Linked DNA regions of Danio rerio: region 1 is linked to region 2. A link is a contact called in public Hi-C data. All regions are on one chromosome and are shown on one strand. The core of a region is the stretch at or near the end of the contact, and the rest is flanking DNA. Distances in the headings are between cores, read along the strand shown. Region 1 holds the start of igf2r (insulin-like growth factor 2 receptor). Region 2 holds the start of gopc (golgi-associated PDZ and coiled-coil motif containing).

What was found. Hi-C and Micro-C count contacts between places; a contact is called where the count stands out from the background.
Region 1: a Hi-C map of an unstated tissue shows a contact between it and region 2, with 2.1 times the contacts expected there. The contact joins the promoter of igf2r here to the promoter of gopc in region 2. A contact is called at or near these places in 1 of 18 Hi-C or Micro-C datasets (an unstated tissue) and 1 of 4 datasets of contacts at active chromatin or transcription factors (embryo).

The regions. Positions count from the first base shown.
Region 1 is chr20:45,861,208-45,864,363 of GRCz12tu, reverse strand. It overlaps igf2r (insulin-like growth factor 2 receptor), which reads right to left and starts at 1,336. Exons shown (of 47, transcript NM_001039627.2): 1 at 1,215-1,336. The coding sequence starts at 1,336.
Region 2 is chr20:45,541,508-45,544,739 of GRCz12tu, reverse strand. gopc (golgi-associated PDZ and coiled-coil motif containing) reads right to left here and starts at 1,716. Exons shown (of 9, transcript NM_200557.1): 1 at 1,298-1,716. The coding sequence starts at 1,579.

The DNA.
Region 1 (3,156 bases), core at 87-2,586, 320 kb before region 2:
TTGAAAAATAAAATGCCAATGAATACTGTAGATAATATACTGTAATCGATATTCATTTGTCAATGTTGCACATGGTACAATTTGTTAAGCCTGGATGCTTTTAACCCCCCCACCAGTCACAGGCCTCAAAAACACTCGAGAAATGGTTAATTATAATCCAGACTCCACACTGCATATACTCGTGATGTGACCATTGCGAATGATCACATTGAGATATCGATATATTGTGCAGCCCTAATATATATACTGTACATATATATTTTAAACTAAAATAAACAATACTGTTTGACTCAAATGTAAAAAAATTGAGCCAAGATTCCATAATCAGACATTACTTTCTATTACATATCAAGCAACCAAATTACGTTTCAGACTAAGTAATTAGAAAAGTAATTGAAACATCGCAATGATTATGTAATCGATTACATTTTTTTTAAGTAACTTGCACAAAGAATCAAACATCTTGAGCAGAATTGACATCAGCAACATGACATGAAGGCTCAATCATAAAAAGAAGGCCAGTGCCTAAATGAATACATTTCATTGTCTGATTTGGCAAAAGTATCTATCTATTGTGCTGTTAATTTGGGTCATTGAGGTAAAGCTGGTTTATATTCGCACATTCGTACTTTCTTTTTAATAATAGTTTCAGAAAAGTATTATTTGCAAATTCTAAACAGGGAAATCATATTAGCACCCAGTGACATTGATGTAAAGTTGGTTTTATATTAACATATTTTGACTTAATAATCCTAATGCTGTTTTAAAGTCAGACTTGCATGAGATTTCAGACCGAATATTCAAACTAGAGTGGTAAACAAAATAGAGACGGTGTCACAAGTTGTAAATGCAATGACTATCGAACACCAACAGTGTTCACAGTCAATAAAATTGTACTAATATTGTTTTGAAGTCATGCATGTATGTGATTACAGACGGAATATTTAAAATAGCTTGGTAAACAATATAAAGAACGTGTTACTGTTAAAAAATTTTATCATTTGCAACCAACTTTACTTCATAGGTTGGGTCTAGATACCTAAATGCAGTCAGGGCCACAACTATCACTCTATCATCATATAAATTGCAATAAACAGGAAAGTAAAACACGTTTAATCTTAATTAATCACATCTTAACGAGTGTTTATGTGATACTCGTCAATCCTATCCAGCAAAGATCATCGTTAAGAGTGTTTGTTTATTTAGGATCTCACCTGCACAGATCCTGGTACCATAGGCTGTCATCCGAAGCCGCCGCTGACGACACGCATTGTAGAAATAGAAAAGTATTAATAATAACAGTAGCAGCGACTCCGCAAAATCCAACACGACCCATATTTTACACAAGGAAATTTATTAGTGCGCTTCTTCCGACATGATACAGCAGTCCTTTCTGATTACTGATCATTACCCGTGTAGCAGGAACCACTCACAGTCACATGACATGACATGTGGTACAGGTCACGTGGTGCATAGAGCTAGAATGACCCAGAAAGATTTTGAAGTTTGAGCACGATAAAAAGGGGGCTGGGCTTAGCAGGCCATTCACATTTCCGTGTGTGCCATTCAGATGATTTTTATCATTTCTTGCGTTGCGTAAAAGAATATTTGTGATTAGGAGAGTCATTTTCGAAAAACACAACCAATTATCTTTGGCGATTTAAATTGCTTGAAAAAAATCTTTAAAATATACATTTCTTGTTTCATATCATTTCTCGTGTCGTATTTATGATTACTTAAGTAATTTTGGAAACACTTACTTTAACTATCATCTCTAATTAAATTGATATTACTTGAAAAATATCTTAAAAATACACATTTCTGTTTTATATAATTTCTTGCATCGTGTAAAAGTATATTTATAATTAGGAAATAAGTCATTTTCGAAAAACTAACTATAACTGAAATCTGACGATTGAAATTGCTTGCTTACAAATACACATTTCTTGTGTCGTGTAAAAGAACAGGCTAGCGTTATTTATGATTTCTAGAGTCATTTTCGAAAAAAACTAACTGGAACTATTACCTCTAACAAGTTGATTACTTGATGAATATCTACATTTGTTTTATTATTTCTTATGTCCGTGTTGTGTAAAAGAATAGGCTAAGTAACATTATTATGGTTACTTAGGTCATAGAACATTATTAATAGCTATCAATAGATATAAATAGGCTATTACTTGAAGAATATCTTAAAATAGGCCAACAAATTTCTGGTTTATATCATTTCTTGTGTCGTGTAAACGAGTGGGCTAACATATAAAGTCAATTTTAGAAAAAAAATTTAAATACAATGTCTGAAGATTTAGCTTTGTAGAATATCTCAAAAATACAAATTTGTTTTATAAACATAATTTCTCGTGTCGAGTAGAATAATAGGCTAACGTTATACGAACTATTATATCTGACGAATTAAATTAATATAGCCTAACCTGAAAAATATCTTTAAAATACAGTTGTTTTATATCATTTCTTGCGTAGTGTAAATGTACTTATGATTAGGAAAAAAGCCATTTCTGAAAAACTAACCATAACATATTTGACAATTTAAATCGCTTAAAAATACACATCTGTTTTATATTTATGTCGTGTAAAATAATATATTTAGGCTAACAATTAGTAAATTTATGTTTGGGAAAAACTAACTGTAATTTCTAATTAAATTGATGTATATGAAGTAGGCCTATATCTACACATTTGTTTTAACTTTTTATCATTTTTTTGCGTCGCGTAAAAGAATAGGCTAACTTTATTTATGATTTGCCTATTTACTAAATTCATACTTGGAAAAACTTACCGTAATCTCTGTAAAAGTTTGTTTTATTTGAAGAATATTTACACATTCCTGAATATCATTGGGTCGTATAACCGCAACCGTGACGATTTCACTGTAAGTTACCTTTAAAATATATACATGATAATTTATATAATTTCTTGCGTCGTGTAAAATAACAGGCTAATCACATTAACAAATTACAAATAACATTAAAGTCATTTTAGAAAAACTAACCGTAACTGTCATCTCTGACGATTTGCTTTAAGAATTTCTTAAAAATTATTTTCAGTTTGATATAATTTCTTGCGTCGTGAAATAATGCATTTATGATTACTAAAGTCATTTTCGAAAAACAAAAATCTGTAACTATAATCTAAACC
Region 2 (3,232 bases), core at 467-2,966:
TTAATAATTTGGCTAATAATTCGACTACAGATGTCCATGTAGGTTAAACACCATCACATTCTCCTGTATGTATGTGTGTGTGTGTGTGTGTGTGTGTGTATTTTGACTCTGAAACTCGCGCGTGCCCAAATCGACACTCCCACACCCTCCCACTTTAGTTCCTCCGACACTCCCCCCTAAACAGATCTGGACACGCCCACTTTTCTGACTTTTTCCAAAGAAGAGGTGTGAAAACACCCTGCTGAAACGAGGGGGTTTCATGGCCCTTTAAGCTTGAAAGAATTTGTTTTGCTAGGGCAGATGCTTCTAAACAGCTTGAAAAATCTGGGGCTTCTTCCTTGCATTTCTTTTTTTAAGAGTTGTAAGTAGGATTCTTGGACATTTTTGCTCTTTCTTTTCCACTCCATTTTTTAATGTTTTGAGTTTGATCAAGTAACACCTAATAGTGTATATGATTTACTCTATATGGAGCATGTTTGGATGGACTGGTTTTTGTCAGTTTGTCTGCACACTGTAAAACAGTCAACTTTATCAAGCAAAATGAGTGTAGCTAACTCAAAATGTACTGCAAGTTCATTTGAAAAGAGTTTTGAACTAGGCGTTGAAGATATTGAGCTAATTAAACCTCATTACTTCATCTTAAATGGAGGAAGTTCACAGTACTCATAGATTAGTTTTTAACTCAAATGCTTTATTGCAATCGGTTTCCTAAAACGGTTTGAGTCGCTTTAATTTATTGTTTTTTTACAGTACTAAGTTGGTTTGAGTTCTCTTTTTTTACTGGGTTTTACTGTGCTCAAATTGCTTCATTACACAAATGGATTAAGATCACAGTACCCATTAGGATTAGTTTCTGAACTTAAATGGTATGTTGAAATCAGTTTCCTCAAACAGTTTGAGTTACCTTAACTTTTTAGATTTACAGTGTATTTTTTCTTATCACTTGTATAAAATGATTGTGTAAATGTTTTGTTCTGTTTTGTACTTATAAAAATCTGTTATGAGTAAAATAATAGAATTTTAGAAAAGTATCTTTTGAAGTTTCAAAATAGGGAAATCATATTAGCAGCCAATAAATGACTATTAAAGCACAACATTGTTCAGAGTCGGTTGGTGCTGCTAATGTTGTTTTGAAGTCATACTTACATGCGATTTCAGACCGAATATTTAAAGTAGCATGGTGAACACAAAATAGGAACTGTGACACTAGTTGTCAGTGTTCAAAAATGAACGAATGTGTTAACATAAAACCAACTATACCTCAATATATTGATCTAGTTTAATCTATTCTCTTTACCTCCAGTTTGTGGTTGAGCTGGAAGATGGTTTGTGCTTTATGGCACAACTGAGCAAAACACGAGCTGAGACTGGTCATCTTCTGGCGGCCCTCATACGTGATATCAGCCTGATCCGGATCGATCTCTCCCAACAACAGATCCACGTCCACAAATGCCTTGTCAAACTCCTTCTCCAACACCTCCAGCCACCGGAACATGGACATACCGGAGCCGGTAGCCGCAGCCGGGCCGGCGGAGAGGCCCGATCCCGGTGATCCAGCACCGCCAGCGGACGCAGACATCTTCAAGACTGAGACAGGGGGGAAAACTCACGGAGAACTCGAATGTAGTCCTTCAGTAGGATAGATCAGTTGGTTTATGCTAATGATTGACTTCTGCTGTGTTACAGAGTCAGAGTGATGTTTAGCTGAGGTGTTTCCCGTGCTCTCATCTGACCAGGAAATCCGAGATCGAACAAGTCAACAACGCGGATTGATTAGTCGGGTCTGCCACACGATGAGGTAAGCAGTCGAATGATGAGCGAATCGATTTTTTTCAGGTTTTTGAGGTTATTAGCTTTTTTTTTTGGTCATTTACCGGACTTTTTAAAATTATTTTTTATTGACTTATATAAAAAAAATCTAACATTTATTATGGTACTTTTGATATACTCAATTTTTTATATGCTCAACATAAGATTTACTTTGGTACTTTTGATATACTCGATATATTTGGAGCAATGTTGAAGTTTCTAGAATTGCAAGTTTTTTGAAATGGAAGAAGAAAAAAAAGGGAGTTGCTTTTCGGCTTAGTCCCTCTATTAATATTAGGTTGCCACAGCAGAATGAACCGCCAACTTATTCAGTATTACGCAGCGGATACCCTTCCAGCTGCAACCCATCACTGGGAAACATCCATACACTCACACATTCACACTCATACACTACGTACAATTTAGCTTACTCAATTTACCTATACCGCATGTCTTTGGACTATGGGGGAAACCGAAGCATCCGGAGGAAACCCACGGGTTCACAGGGCAAACATGCACACTCCACACAGAAATGCTTACTGACCCAGCCGATTCTCGAACCAGCGACCTTCTTGCTGTGAGGCAATCGTGCTACCCACTGCGCCACCGTGATGCCTGTGGAAGTTTTATCGCTCCTATTTTAAAAACATTCATTATCATCTAAACATGTGATTTTGGGCTTATTATGTCCTCTTTATAGAATGCTGGTTTTATTAGAAACTTTATTTTATTATGATGTTAATTTTTCATTCATAAATGCTAAAAAGTGATTATCATATCATCTATACATATATGATGTCTAAAAATAAAAAAGTAATTAAAACAATTAATACTGATTATGCTCCTTTAACATTTTAACATATCATGGATTAAGCTCTAAAACTTTATAGCGGATATATTTTGTCTAGAAGTATCTGCAATAATTACTTTTTAAAATTATTTTTATTTTATATAGTTTTACTTTATATTTGTTCTATTTAATTTTGTTTTATGTTTGGGTTATATATATGTTTATGCATTTGTTTTTAACTTTTTAAATGACTTTGAACTTTTATTTGTAACTTTAAATTTTACAGTAATGATGACATGTTTATTTATTGATTGATTGATTAAACTATGTTAGGTTATTTAAATACATTAATAAAATAAATTGTACAATTTATGACATTTATGTATTTTTTTAGATTCTTTAAAGATATTAAGAGCAATGTTGAATTTTACAATAAATGATTATGATGCATGCTGTTTATTTAAGTATTTATTTGTTTACTTATTGAACATTTTATTGATTTTTATGTTTTTTAAATATATTAATAGCTCTGCTCAATCATACAATAATTATTTATATTATTTATTTTATTTATTCATTTATTTGTTTATTTATTTATTGGCTTTTTTTAAATCACACAGATGTATATATATT